Regions from separate parts of the Danio rerio genome. Here region 2 is linked to region 1. Evidence: chromatin contacts called from public HiChIP or PLAC-seq data. All regions are on one chromosome and are shown on one strand. Each heading gives the region's core, a stretch centred on a gene start, on an enhancer-like site or on the middle of the called end of the contact. The rest is flanking DNA. Distances are from core to core; before and after follow the strand shown.

Region 1 (6,226 bases), core at 2,608-5,107:
CAGATTTTGGCCATGTTGTTCTGATGTTTTGAACCAGAGAAATATTCAGAGAAATATGAATCAAAAATATATTTAATTTTCATTTAATATCTAAACCATGAAGCATTTCTGCTTCAACTTTCCACTAATCTGACCAACAAATAATCCCATCTATTATTCCAGCTCGAGCAGATATTAACAACATGCATAGAGTAACTCGGTATTCTCATTGGATTTATTAGTAGTTGTTTATTTGTAAAAACAACTTGATAATGATCCCAAAAAAGCCGTTCGTGCCAGATGAATTATCGAATACCCCTGTCTCCTTTTAAACCTGCATAGTGCCATGTTGTTGCTCATAAATAAATGTGGAATTTCATGCCAGATGTTGCTCAGTCCGGCCAATTCTCAAGTTTTTTTTTTCCTGTGTCGGCTGCAGAAACAATAGTGTGGGTGCTCTTATGGAGAAAGGGGGCAGATGGGGTCCCCTCTTCAAACAATGTGTCCCGCGTGGGGGAGGGTGTCGTGCATTGAAAGTCATCCTCCACGAGATATCAGCCTTTCACCAGTGTGACAGAGGGGGGAAAAACTGCACGGGTTTATGGGAAAGCTCATAAACCCATATTGCAGGAATGGAGAGCTTTAGCCACCGCCATCTGTCAGAAATTAACATTCGCGTGCAATACATTGCTGGTAAACAAAACGTGATTTTTGTTGTGCATCGTTTGGTGATATGTAAATGTGGATTTTGTGTAGTCGAAGAAGTCTGTTATTTAATTTTCAGATGGAGTGGATTTATGTGGTGCAAATTGGTGCACATATTGGTCAAATTTATTTAGTTTATAAATATGGGTCAATGAGGAGATGTCCCACTTTGGAGTCGACATCAGATTAAATGAACAAAAGTGAGTTCATATGCATAGAAAGCATATAAAAGGCAAGTATACACATTTGATAAAGAGTATTTTAATGCTTTAGATAACTTATGAAAATTATTAAATATTGTAACACTTAAAAAATGATATCTGCAAAATTGTTGCAAACAATTTGTTTAAGTTAAACAAGTTCGTTCAGCTTAATTTGTTTAAATTCAGCTAAAATAAATTGTTTACAACCACTTAACTTAAGAAAATTTTGTAAATCCAAGAAATCTTCTTTGAATATTTTTTCAGTGCATATGAATGAATGTAAAAATAATAAATAGCATGCCTATTCAGATCTGTACTTAATAAAAATACAAAAAAACATGATAAATGTGTATTTTATAACACATTTTAATCTGTTTTTTTTCTGTTTAAGGTTTTTATTTTCTTGTTTTTTTATTCTTGTTTATGTAAAGCACTTTGAATTACCATTGTGTACAAAATCTGCTACATAAATAAACTTGCCTTGCCTATTTTGAGGGATTTAAAAATTTAAAATGACAATTAAATAGTATTTTGGAGCTGCAAACAATTATAAGAATATATAATATTAAGAATCATAAATTTATTCTTGTTCTTTTAATTTTTGTCCCCCCCCCCCCCCCCCCCCCAGTTTCATATTATGATTGTAAATGCTATTTATGCATGCCTTTTATTTAAATTTTTTAATGAACCTTCCATAAATATTTTGATCAATGTTAGATGGGTGGGGTTTTGAGTTCCTTTATGTAGCAAGCTAGATTCACTTTGAGTACTTCCAAAAGAATTTTGATGTATGGTCCATTTCTTTTTTGCATAATAGACATCTAAACATGGTTGTCTTGGCTAAAACAAGGCTAAATTTGGGCTGTCAGTGAAAATCTAATCAACTATCTGAGACTAAAGCCTTGTTTTAGCCAAGCTGTCTATGTATAGATGTCTATTAGACCTCTATTAAACACAAAAATATTTGCTGTTTGTTCAAGCTTCTTATATAAAATGAGCTGAAATAACACAATTTCTCATTTTGGGGGGGATAACTCAATTGTTTTGTGTTCAATCCACCTAAATTTGTAAAAAAAATAACAAGTGAAATGACAGCAATCATTTTTTTGTTTTTAAAAGATGTCTAATAGACAGCTAAACATAGTCATCTTGGCTAAAACAAGGCTAAATTTGGGCTGTCAGTGAAAATTTAATAGACGTCTAAGAATAGGCCAAAACTAGACTAGTCATCAAATAAACAGAAATGAATGACTACACATATAAAGTCTGTCTAATCTGTCTATTTGACCCCTAGTCTAGATTTGAGCTATCGATGTCTATTAGATTTTTACTGACAGTCCAAGTTTAGCCTTGTTTTAGCTAAGTTGTCTAAGTTTAGATATCTATTAGACGTTGATTAAACACAAAATTGATTGCTGGGAGGTTTCAACACTGGAACCCAGCTTTTATACAGAGAGAGAAAGAGAGAGATAAATCATGCAGCTCTGTATGAGAATCCTTTAAGTTTACTCAATCACATTAGCTTCTTTAATGCAACGCATTATACTACATATGCACCCATACAACACAATGCATATGCTTGAACTAACTGCAGATTCATGGCATCATTGATCATAATTCTCACATTTCTGAAGCTTTAGTTGTTTAAATCAAACAATTGGCCCGTTTGATTTAATGAGTAATGAGCTTTTCTAGAATGTGACTGGAAGTATAAACAAAGCAACTGACTTTGATTGTTTCGCATTGATTGCATTTTATGGATGGCCAGACTCAAAGGAGCACAAGTGTTTTATAGTCATTTATTTTGCTCAGTTTTCCTCCCGGTAAATAGGAGCCAAATGTCTCAGTATCGGTTTGTCTCATACTTCAAACTCACACTGAGCATAGGCTTATGTATTTGAGATGGCACTGGCGCACTGCTGGGTTTTTCCACAGAAATGTGAAATTGCGTGAGGTGGCTCTTTGTGTGCATGCAGCAGACAGAGCAGCATCACCTTGATGTGAATCTGGTGGAAGAGAAGGGCTTTCCTCCGGCCTTCTGTTGACACAGAAGAAGCGTATGTGTGTGTGAGTCAAGGACAGTGTCTTACTGGGCACTGCAGGACACTAAAGTTGAAAAAATGTTTACCTCTTTGTAAATTGTTTACATTTTTTAAAGAGATTATGATATTTTTATTATTTTTAAATATAAAGTAAAATAAATGTATATAAATGTACATTTCAACATGATAAATAAATACATATACATATATTCTATTTTACTTTTACATATGTAATTATATAATAATTATTATTTTAATGTTTTATTTTAATGTTATTAATATTTTTTCCAAATTACATAATAATAATAATAATAATAACAACAACAACAACAACAACAACAACAACAACAATGAATGGATTATTAAGAATAATTATTATCAATTTTTTTTATTAGTAATGAAATTGTCATTATTACAATCAAATTATTCATGTATAATTTCACAATTATTTATTTATAAAACAATAATAAACAAACAATAAAAACGACTAAAGTTAAACAATAATGTAATAAATAATGATGTTTATTATAATTAATAATGATATATCTTTTTTTGTTATTATACTCTTATATTTTATATATATTTTGTACTTGTTATAATGACAACAAAAAATAGGTTAAACACTTATAGATTAGAGAGAGACGAGCTGCGCATTTAAAACTTTTATTTATTTATTTTTAACATCTTTCTGCCTATTTATTTTACAGTGATGCTCTTTCATTTTTATCACCACCTCCTCCTCCAGTATTGTCATGTGACACGCAGGATTTATACTCCACTTTGCCGGAAAAAAATCAAACCTCGACCAATCACGGTTCGAGGGAGGCGTGTCTGCGGCTCCACATTTGACAGCCGCGCACTCGGCTCCGCATGACGTCACCCGCTGCTCTGCGCTCCAGCAGAAACGCGCAAAGATGCTCTGAAAGCAAGACTGCAGCATCTCCGAGTCCGAGCCTCCAGAAACATCGCATCTCCGTCAAGCGCTCGTGCGGCGCTTCAACACACCATCCAAGCTCCATCCGCAGGGTTCATCCACCTGCATGCGGGATCCGCTTTCTTTCAGTTTCGCCTCTTGTACATTTCCTCGTGCTATTTATTATTCGCGCATCTTCCCAGCTTTTAGCAGTGAGAGTTCTTGCTGACCGCTGAGGTCATATATTGTTTTCCAGCAGGAGAGCGCCATCGCAGAGCCGCAAAACGAGGACGATTCCCACATCACTTGTTATTAATATCAGTCCAGCCTCGAGCCTCTGGATATTTATGCGTCTTTCGTTCTCTATCTAGCGCTGCTACGGAGGATCGACGCACCCCAAAAACCTTCATATCATCGTGGTTTCACATTTAGAAAACAGCATATCTGCGTATTGTTTGTAGGGGAGACGAGACCGAGCCTAAAGCTTCTTTATAAAAAATGATGGCCGGTGGGGCAGTGCAGCAAAACGGGATTTTCTCCAATCCGCATCATCACAATCAACAGCCGCACATGGAGTCTGATCCCCCCGATTCCCGCAAAAGACCCCTGGAGACCCCGACGGAGGCCAGCAGCACCAAGCGCACAAACACAGGAGGTAAGAGCCGAATGCTGGCAAACAAATAAGCGTCTCTTCCCAAAAGACGAGACAAGTGCTTTGATGTTTTGCTCCCAGTGGTGAAGATGAAAGTATGATCGCAGGTTCATTTTCGCATCTCGCCATTTAACGTGCTCGCGCTTCGCCAGACATGTGCATCAGAGCTTTTACATTCATATTTACAGTTCGCGTCCATTTTAAGTGGCCCTGAATTGGTGGTTGCGTCTAGTATTACGCACCGACGACGGTCGTTTACCAAACACGTATTCCTACATTAAAAGCTTATGTATGGGATAAAGGAGTAGTGTATTCCTAAATATAGGCAAATATAGTGAGCACGTACCTAAGCATTGGAAAACATGGCTCGAGCGTTTACGCATCCTTGTTATCACCGCAGATGACCTTGCGTTATGATCCGGTGCTTTTATAATCTTTTATTTGGAAATTTGAAAATTAATACTCCAGGAACAGAAGATAAAGAATTATATTATATATTATATATATATATAGGGTTATGAGCTATTAAAGCACGTGCACTTTAATATTTTTAATATAATGTTATTAAAACTTCTATAATCTAAAATGTCTAAAAATGTCTTAAATCTAAAAATCTAAAATGTCCATATTTGTAATTTCAGTGCTCTGAAGTGTTTTAGATGCTTCAATATTTGACTGTAGTCTTTTGTTTATACTGGGCCCATGCTTGCTTGTTTATTATGCATTCCTGCAGATGCCATAAGATGCCCTGTGTGCACAACACTTGTCTGCTCAACTGTTTTGTCATTCAATTTACGTTAAAAACAATATATGCACATATTTTTAATGTATTATCCATTCAGATGATTGATAAATCTTAGTGTGGTTGCAGATTATACGTCTAAAACATTGTTTTTCTGACCTATTAGGATTAAATTCTTATCAAACCATTTTATTTGGGCCTTAAAAAAAAATCACATTAAAGGCAAAGCTTAAGATATAAAGCTTCTTTATATTCACAATATTGTTAACCTACAGAGTATTTTTCAATTGGAAGACTTCAAGTTTTCAATAAAGGTAAGATTTTATTTTTCAAAGTGCAAGAATGTCTTATTTGTATTTATTTTAGATTTAATATTTGTAGTTACATTTAAAGAGTTAACAGTGGTGCAGAGATGAAGTGATTGGTGAATGTTTACATGGGTAGAATCAATGCAGAAAGCATTATGAATTGTCAGTCAGAAGAAGCATGTTGGATCCGTGGGAGGCATAACAGGCAGATCCATTTGCTTAAATGAAAAGACTTTGATGCTTAAGAGATCTAGGCTTCACTGGAATTTATGTGCCAACTGCAATTATTCAACAGGGTTCCCGCAGTTCTGGAAATTTTAATATTGAAATTTCTTAAATGTCAAAAACAAATCAATAAAAATTATACAGGAAATCTCAGTGTTGTAATCTTATGTTGTTAAGTTCCAATAAAAATCATCTGTTACAAATTAATTTTTATGAAATCTCTATAAAATGATCAAAGCTCTTAGCCTGTTAAGGAAATTAATTCATACAAGAGCTGTAAGAGCTCTGATTTTATTCTAATACTCAATGAATTTTATCCAGTTTATTAAAACAGTGCATTTTATGGTATTGCATATTGCTATATGCACTGATATAACAACAGTTAACTTATTTTACCATATTTGCAACACTGTTATTCAATTTAAGCATCTATAGTTAGAATTTATACTTTTTTCCA
Region 2 (6,594 bases), core at 3,495-5,994, 70 kb after region 1:
AGGTTTGTGACAAGTGAAAGGTGAGTTCAGTAAATGATGTCAGAACTTCCAGTTTTGGGTGAACTATCCCTTTACGTGAAATAAAAACATTATGAAACCGACAGCAAAAAAAAGAGAAAGAATTAGCATATAGAATGTATAAATTTTTTTTAATTCCTAATGAAAATGGATTATTGGAGTACACATTTTTTCAGAATAAAAAACACATTCGTTGTGTTAACTGCCGCTTATTTGGACTTGTACATGAAACTGAATTTCAAACCAATCGCTATTTTTTTTCCCAGTGTAAATGTTGTATTTTTACAGTTGGTAATAGATTTGAAATATGAAATTATTGTTTTAATTAAAAATTGTATTTCTGCACAAAATACAACTCATATTACAAATATAAAACATTACAATTAATTTCCTGTTGTTAAATATGTTATTTAATAGTAATCACTGCATTTTTCATTTCCATTTGTAAAAAAAAAAAGCACCTTACGATAATGGTCCAAAAACTAGTACAGCCAAATTTATATGTTATAGAAAAATATTGAATACAAATGAAAAACTAGGAAAATTTAAGAGAAGCAAAAACAAATTAGTTGAAATTTTATAGGTTGTAATTTCATTTAGCAATATTTTGCTTAAATTTAATTGTATTACCTTTCAATTTCTAAATGTTTAGTCACTAAAATATTATTTTAATAAATATATCTGTTTAATAAATTTGTTTTGTTTAATTGCACCAAAATACATTTCCTATATTCAATGAGAAATGGATAAAAAAGATTAATTGTCAAAATGGGGTGTAACAGTTATGCTGAAAATAATTAAGATATCAAGATTTTTACAAAGATTATGATAAAAAATAAAGTAGTCATGCTAAAACATCTGTTTTTTTTATGCATTAAAATATAGTATGTAGAGTGCATGTGTAAATTTAACTGGACATACAGTTTAAGTCAGAATTATTAGCCCCCCCTTTTAATTTTTTCTTTTTTAAATACTTCCCAAATGAAATGTTCACAGTATGTCTGATAATATTTTTTCTTCTGGAGAAAGTCTTATTTTAAGTCTATTAGCAAAATTATTAGCCCCTTTAAGCAGTTTTTTTTTTTTTTGATATAGAACAAACAATCGTTATAAAATAACTTGCCTAATTACCCTAACCTGCCTAACCTAAATAAATCTTTAAATGTCACTTTAAGCTGTATAAAATATTATGTACTGTCATGATAAAGATAAAATAAATCTTTTCCCGTTAAACAGAAATTAGGGAAAAAAACATGGGGCTAATAATTCTGACTTCAACTGTATATACACGTCAAAGTTATTGAGAGAGGTTTATGTTAGTTCATCTAAGGTGTAAACCTACATGTGAACCATCATAATATAATTAAAGTAACTTTCAGCCCAAAAAGACAAACAGGTTTACATACAGAAAAGGAGTGGGGAAAAAAAACTTTCCTATTCTTTAATTTGCACTCCCCAACAAAAGCATCCAACTGTTTCTAGGATGATTACTTTTTATTCCATATTAAAATCATCAGTTTGGGCTTCCTGTACCTTCAAAATATCAAACCAGCCCTAGTGAAAAGAGTTTAGAGGAAGTTTTTTTTTTTTTTTCAGTGGCAGAACCTTTTTTTTTATATGCAGCCGGATACAGCAGACTCCTGGGGTTTGATCTGCCCGTTCAGCAAAAACCCACACAGAACGAGACTGCATCTTTTGATTAATCTTTGCTAGTCTCAGATGCTGCTCTCATTATTTTCATATATTTTTCTAAGCAGTAATAGAACAAAGTAACACCGTCTACATAAGAAGCGCACACATGTCCTTCATGGCTGACCAATCTTTCATTGCCCATTACCCACAACCCCCTGCAGCAACCACCCGACAATTCATCAAAAGCCTCTATTCCCAGATGACTGGTGGCGCAGCGGCAACAGCAGGCGTCCCCCTCTCTCTCTCTCTCTCTTTATTTCCCTGTCTTCCGTCCCACTTCTTTATAGATAGACAGAGCAGCATCCACCTCTTCTGGCTCAGCACTTGAATGCATTCAGTGAAATTAACCTGCATATGTGTCGACGCTGCTCAATTTCCTACCCCACAGACTCACTCATTTCTATCAGCACTTCTCCTGCCAAATGCCATCATCCGAAATGAAGGCATCATAAAGAAAGAGGCGGAGAAGGAAGAGGAAGGAGCTGGAGCTGCTAAAAGTAGCAACAAAAGCCACTTAATTGTGCTAATAGTTGTTTTGAAGAGAGCTGGATTTTTGGTTTAATATCAGCTTGTTGTTGGTAAAAATTTTGGGTAGATTGATGCATCTAGATGTTCTTATCAGGATAAGTTTGTTATAATTAGATCTTATTTGCCTGTCACTTCATAAGATTTAAATCATGCTATGTCAGGGCTGGATGATATTGCAAAACAGTGATCACGATATCATGTTTCATATCATTCGGTATCGATAATTATTGAATATTTTATCAACAATACATTTAGGAATATTAGGACTTCTTTTTATTTAACCACTATTTTAAGCTAACATTACTAAGGCAAAAACAAAAATACTTAAACAAAATATCTCATCTCTTTATGATAAAATAAACATAAATGTTAAAGAGACCCTTAAAACTTGATAAATAAAATATTACAAAGTTTGTGTAAAGGTTGATCAACATCTGTAAGGTGTCAATAATAATGATTCAGTTAAGCTCAAATTCTGTTAACAACACAAATTATGATAATCAAATCTGAGCTTTTAAGTAAAGGAACTAACCTTCATTATTCATGCATTTAGAAAAGTGTGATAAACGTGTGTCGCTCCCATGTGCGCGTCATGCAAGTCGCACGCCTTTGGAAATGACAAACTTACACCCTAAGCTTATTGGCATCCCTTCCAAGGCATGTACTCAGCAGACACATTTTAATAAAACTATAGTGCTTTAAACAGAAACTTCATACCATTTTTTTATCGTTATTGACCATGGTGTTTGGTAAATAAATGCCGATAACCATTTTATCGCCTAGTCCTATACTTTATATAGACTTGTATATGTAAAATAATAATAATAATAATAATAATAACAATAATAATAATATCAGTATGAAGTCAATAAGATTTTTAGTGCTTTTATATGAAGGAAATTTCAATTAACATTTTGATTTGGAAAAAAACTTTCGAAGCCCAAACCTAGAAATATAAATATATATTTATATATATCCAAAACCAAAAATGTAAATTAAATGTATGCAAAAACTGGAATATCATATAAAAGATGTGCGAATAAAGCAGCGTTATCATTCAATGGGTCAAAAAGAATAAAAGCGTCACTTCCTCATTAACTGGTGCCACATACATCAAAATTTAAAATGTAATTTGCTGCGGTAAGAGAAGCTGCTAAATTCCTTGCACCTCTGTGTTCTGGAGGTAATTAATAACATAATAACACTAATACTGAAATGGTTACAGCATTTTAGAATGACCAAAACAACATTTCAGAGCTTTTACAGTAAGCTCAGCCTGCTGGTTTGTCCATTCACACACATTTTCATCACCACGTGATCTCTTCTAACAAAATCACATGACTTTAATGCGCATACTGGAATTTGTTCGGTAAAAGTGTTTATATCGTAGTTTATGCACATCTTTTCTAATCGAATAAAAAGTTTATCCTACTCAGTTATGCGCATGTTTTTTGTGCACGTTTTTAAAATGTATGCACATCTTGCCATTTTAATCAAGCAAATTTTATGTGCACATCCAAAATGTGCATTAAAATAGGTGGATGGAAACATATCTATTGAGTTAAGCTTTCAATTTGAATGTTCAAGCAATAAATTTAACAAAGCAGACGTGCAGCAGAGTATCTGTACTGATCAATCCCAGTCATCAAAACAATCTGCACCCGCAATGCATTAAACGCCAATAGTCGATACCATTGTTTAGCTCAAGATGTTCCTTATACAAGCTTCTGTTTATTCTAGCAAGATAAAAGGTGAATGTAGGAGTCCATGAAATATCCTGTCGGCAGTTTTTCATTTCTATGCTAATTCATTTGCGCTGAATGAGAGTTGGAGCTACAGTGGCAAGGCTAAACAGCTTCTGTAAAGACATGTCTGTGGGCAGCGAGCTTCAGCAGACCTTGAGGCAAAGAGTGAAAAGAACGAAACGTCTCACAAAAGAAACGAACGTAAAGGCTGAGCCAATCACCACCCCCTCCCCAACCCCTCTGCTTTCCTCCAGTCTCTCCTTTGCTTTGTTCATACACACACACACACACACACACACACACAAACACACACACACACACACACACACACAAACACACGCCCCCACAGACGCACACATCCTTCTTCACTCGCATCCACCCGCTCTTCCCGTCTCCCCTATTTACCGTTTTCATCTCTCTATCTGTCATTTTGACAGTGCAAATATTCAGAAAATATCCAGCATTGTCAAAGCGCTCTCGGAGGGCTGGAGCTTTTCATTACACAGAGTAATTAACTGTCAAAGCGAACACCACACCGCATATTTTGTTAATAATGCTACGGCGCATAGATGTATCTGCCAATGATCAAAGGGATCAAGCGCTAATTTGTCGGATCAATTAGCGAGCGAATATGTCAGGTTGCATGGACGAAATGCAGAAACGTGTGATGTTTTCTTGCGTACCAATGAGTATTGCTCCTATAGGCTTGTGTTGTATGTGTGCGCATACAAGAAGTAGCTGGTGGTTTTAAGTGAATGGTTGCGAGTGTGTGAGGGGGGTTGGTTGGTTGGTTGCTATGCATCATTCCGACTCCCTTTTCAGTCCCCCTTGAATGCTGGAGTTGAGTTTCCATGGAAACACTGACCCCTGGGAGTCGATGCTTTTCAGGAGGAGCCTCTTTTTACCTAGTGATTCACAGCTCAGGAAGTGCAAGAACAAAACACACAAACAATCTTTATTTTTGTCTTATAATATGTACTTTTTTGGGCTTTTTTAATAAATCTTGTCATTTTTATTAACAATTGTTAATACATAATTTCTTCAATACATTTTTTTGCTTTTCATCTAGTAACTACTATTAAAATACATACTACTAATCAGCTTTATATCATTATTATTAGTCTAAAGTTCTCCTGAAGTTCCTACACAGTGAAAAAAAAATCCTGGTTGCCCTAAATTTTTAATAATAATTCAGAATCAAATTAGCATTATAGGGGCCCTATCATACACCCGGCGCAATAAGGAGTTAGACGTGTTTGCTGCAATGTGTTATTATTTTCATACCAGCACAACCCTAATTTTCCAGTTTTACGCCACATTGTTTAAATAGCAAATCCATTTTGCCACTTTGAGGACTCATGGGTGTTCCGGTCTAGAAAAGAGGTATGTTAAGGCGCATTGTTGGCGTGTTGTGATTTTGAGGAACTAAAATAGACTGAGCAATTGAGCAGCTGAAAGCAGATCTAAAGTCCAGCGGAGAGCACATTAGTTGTGCACCTCGCTTATACATTGCTAATACACACAGGATGTACAATAATAAACAAATATCTTTAAAAATTAAAAAGGAGGACTAAAATGTAAAAAAAAAAATTTAAGTTTATTCGCGACAACTTGCTTTTGTATAATGTTATTATTATTAGTACTACTAGTAGTATTTATTACATGCTTATTTTTATTTGTTTTAATATTTATATTTGTTTTGTCCACCTGTCAGATGGTTTGTTTAACTATTTTCTCTTAAAGCATTCAGTTTTTACACCTAAAAAAATCAGCTATGTAAATAGTAAACGTGCCATAGCATTTAGCAACTGACTCTTAAAGGGAATGGGAGAAAGACTCTGACTGGTTTATTCTCAAAACACTCCCAGAACTTATTAAGAGAATAAGCACAACCCTGTTAGACCATGGGCAGCAGCGCAGAGAGATATTTTTTTCGTTACACCCTTAATGATTTTGCACCATGTGCTTTAGTCTTTGCCCCTAGATTGTTAAAATAGAACCCTTTAAACTGACTTAAAACTGCTTGCACACCTTATCAAATTCAGTTAGAACATGATTAACTTGGTTTAATAAGTTACAATGAACTAAAAACATACAGTATGTCGTCATGACTAGTTGTTCTTATAATTTTTACATTGTAGGAATGCACAGCTTTGATTTGCATTTCAACTGAAACATTAACCATACCTTGTGAGACTAATACAGTAGGCCTTTTTATTAAAAAAATAAATAAAATTCAGAGCTTGGCCAGCCAGAGTTGTGAAAGAGTCATGAAAGCCACTAGTTTATAATAACAAGGCAGAATCTCTTTAATTGATTCTTCTACCTTAAACTACTATTACTATAATTCAAATACACTCATTAAGTTTTGTACTACAAATTACAAGAGTATGTGCTGCAGTGGCAGTCTGGGACATTAACTTGAAACCAGACTTTATTTAGCCCATTTAAAAGTTTATTTACACTGTCTGAATATTTTTTCCTTATATAGCTTAGTATATGCCATTCACAATATGGACAATTGTTATTATGAGTAATATTTCATTTTGAATGTCGTCCCAGGAACTGACTATGTTTGCAATGCGTTTGGCCTCTCAGACCTTGGTATGAG

What was found. HiChIP or PLAC-seq counts read pairs in DNA pulled down with a chosen protein or histone mark.
Region 2: a contact with region 1 is called in an H3K4me3 HiChIP or PLAC-seq map of gastrula embryo, with 2.7 times the contacts expected there. The contact joins the enhancer-like site here to the promoter of nova2 in region 1. A contact is called at or near these places in 7 of 18 Hi-C or Micro-C datasets (caudal fin, embryo, gastrula embryo and 1 more) and 2 of 4 datasets of contacts at active chromatin or transcription factors (embryo and gastrula embryo).

What each region holds. Positions count from the first base shown.
Region 1 is chr15:31,189,546-31,195,771 of GRCz12tu, forward strand. nova2 (NOVA alternative splicing regulator 2) reads left to right here and starts at 3,858. Exons shown (of 5, transcript NM_001309524.1): 1 at 3,858-4,497. The coding sequence starts at 4,341.
Region 2 is chr15:31,258,292-31,264,885 of GRCz12tu, forward strand. The region is part of intron 4 of nova2 (NOVA alternative splicing regulator 2); the gene reads left to right. Among named protein-coding and RNA genes, the nearest start is that of polr1g, 49 kb to the right of the region's middle. Within about 2 kb of position 4,745, at least 19 of the 62 cell types and tissues checked have an H3K27ac peak or open chromatin away from gene starts, as enhancers often do. A contact at or near this core is called in gastrula embryo, where this site is marked.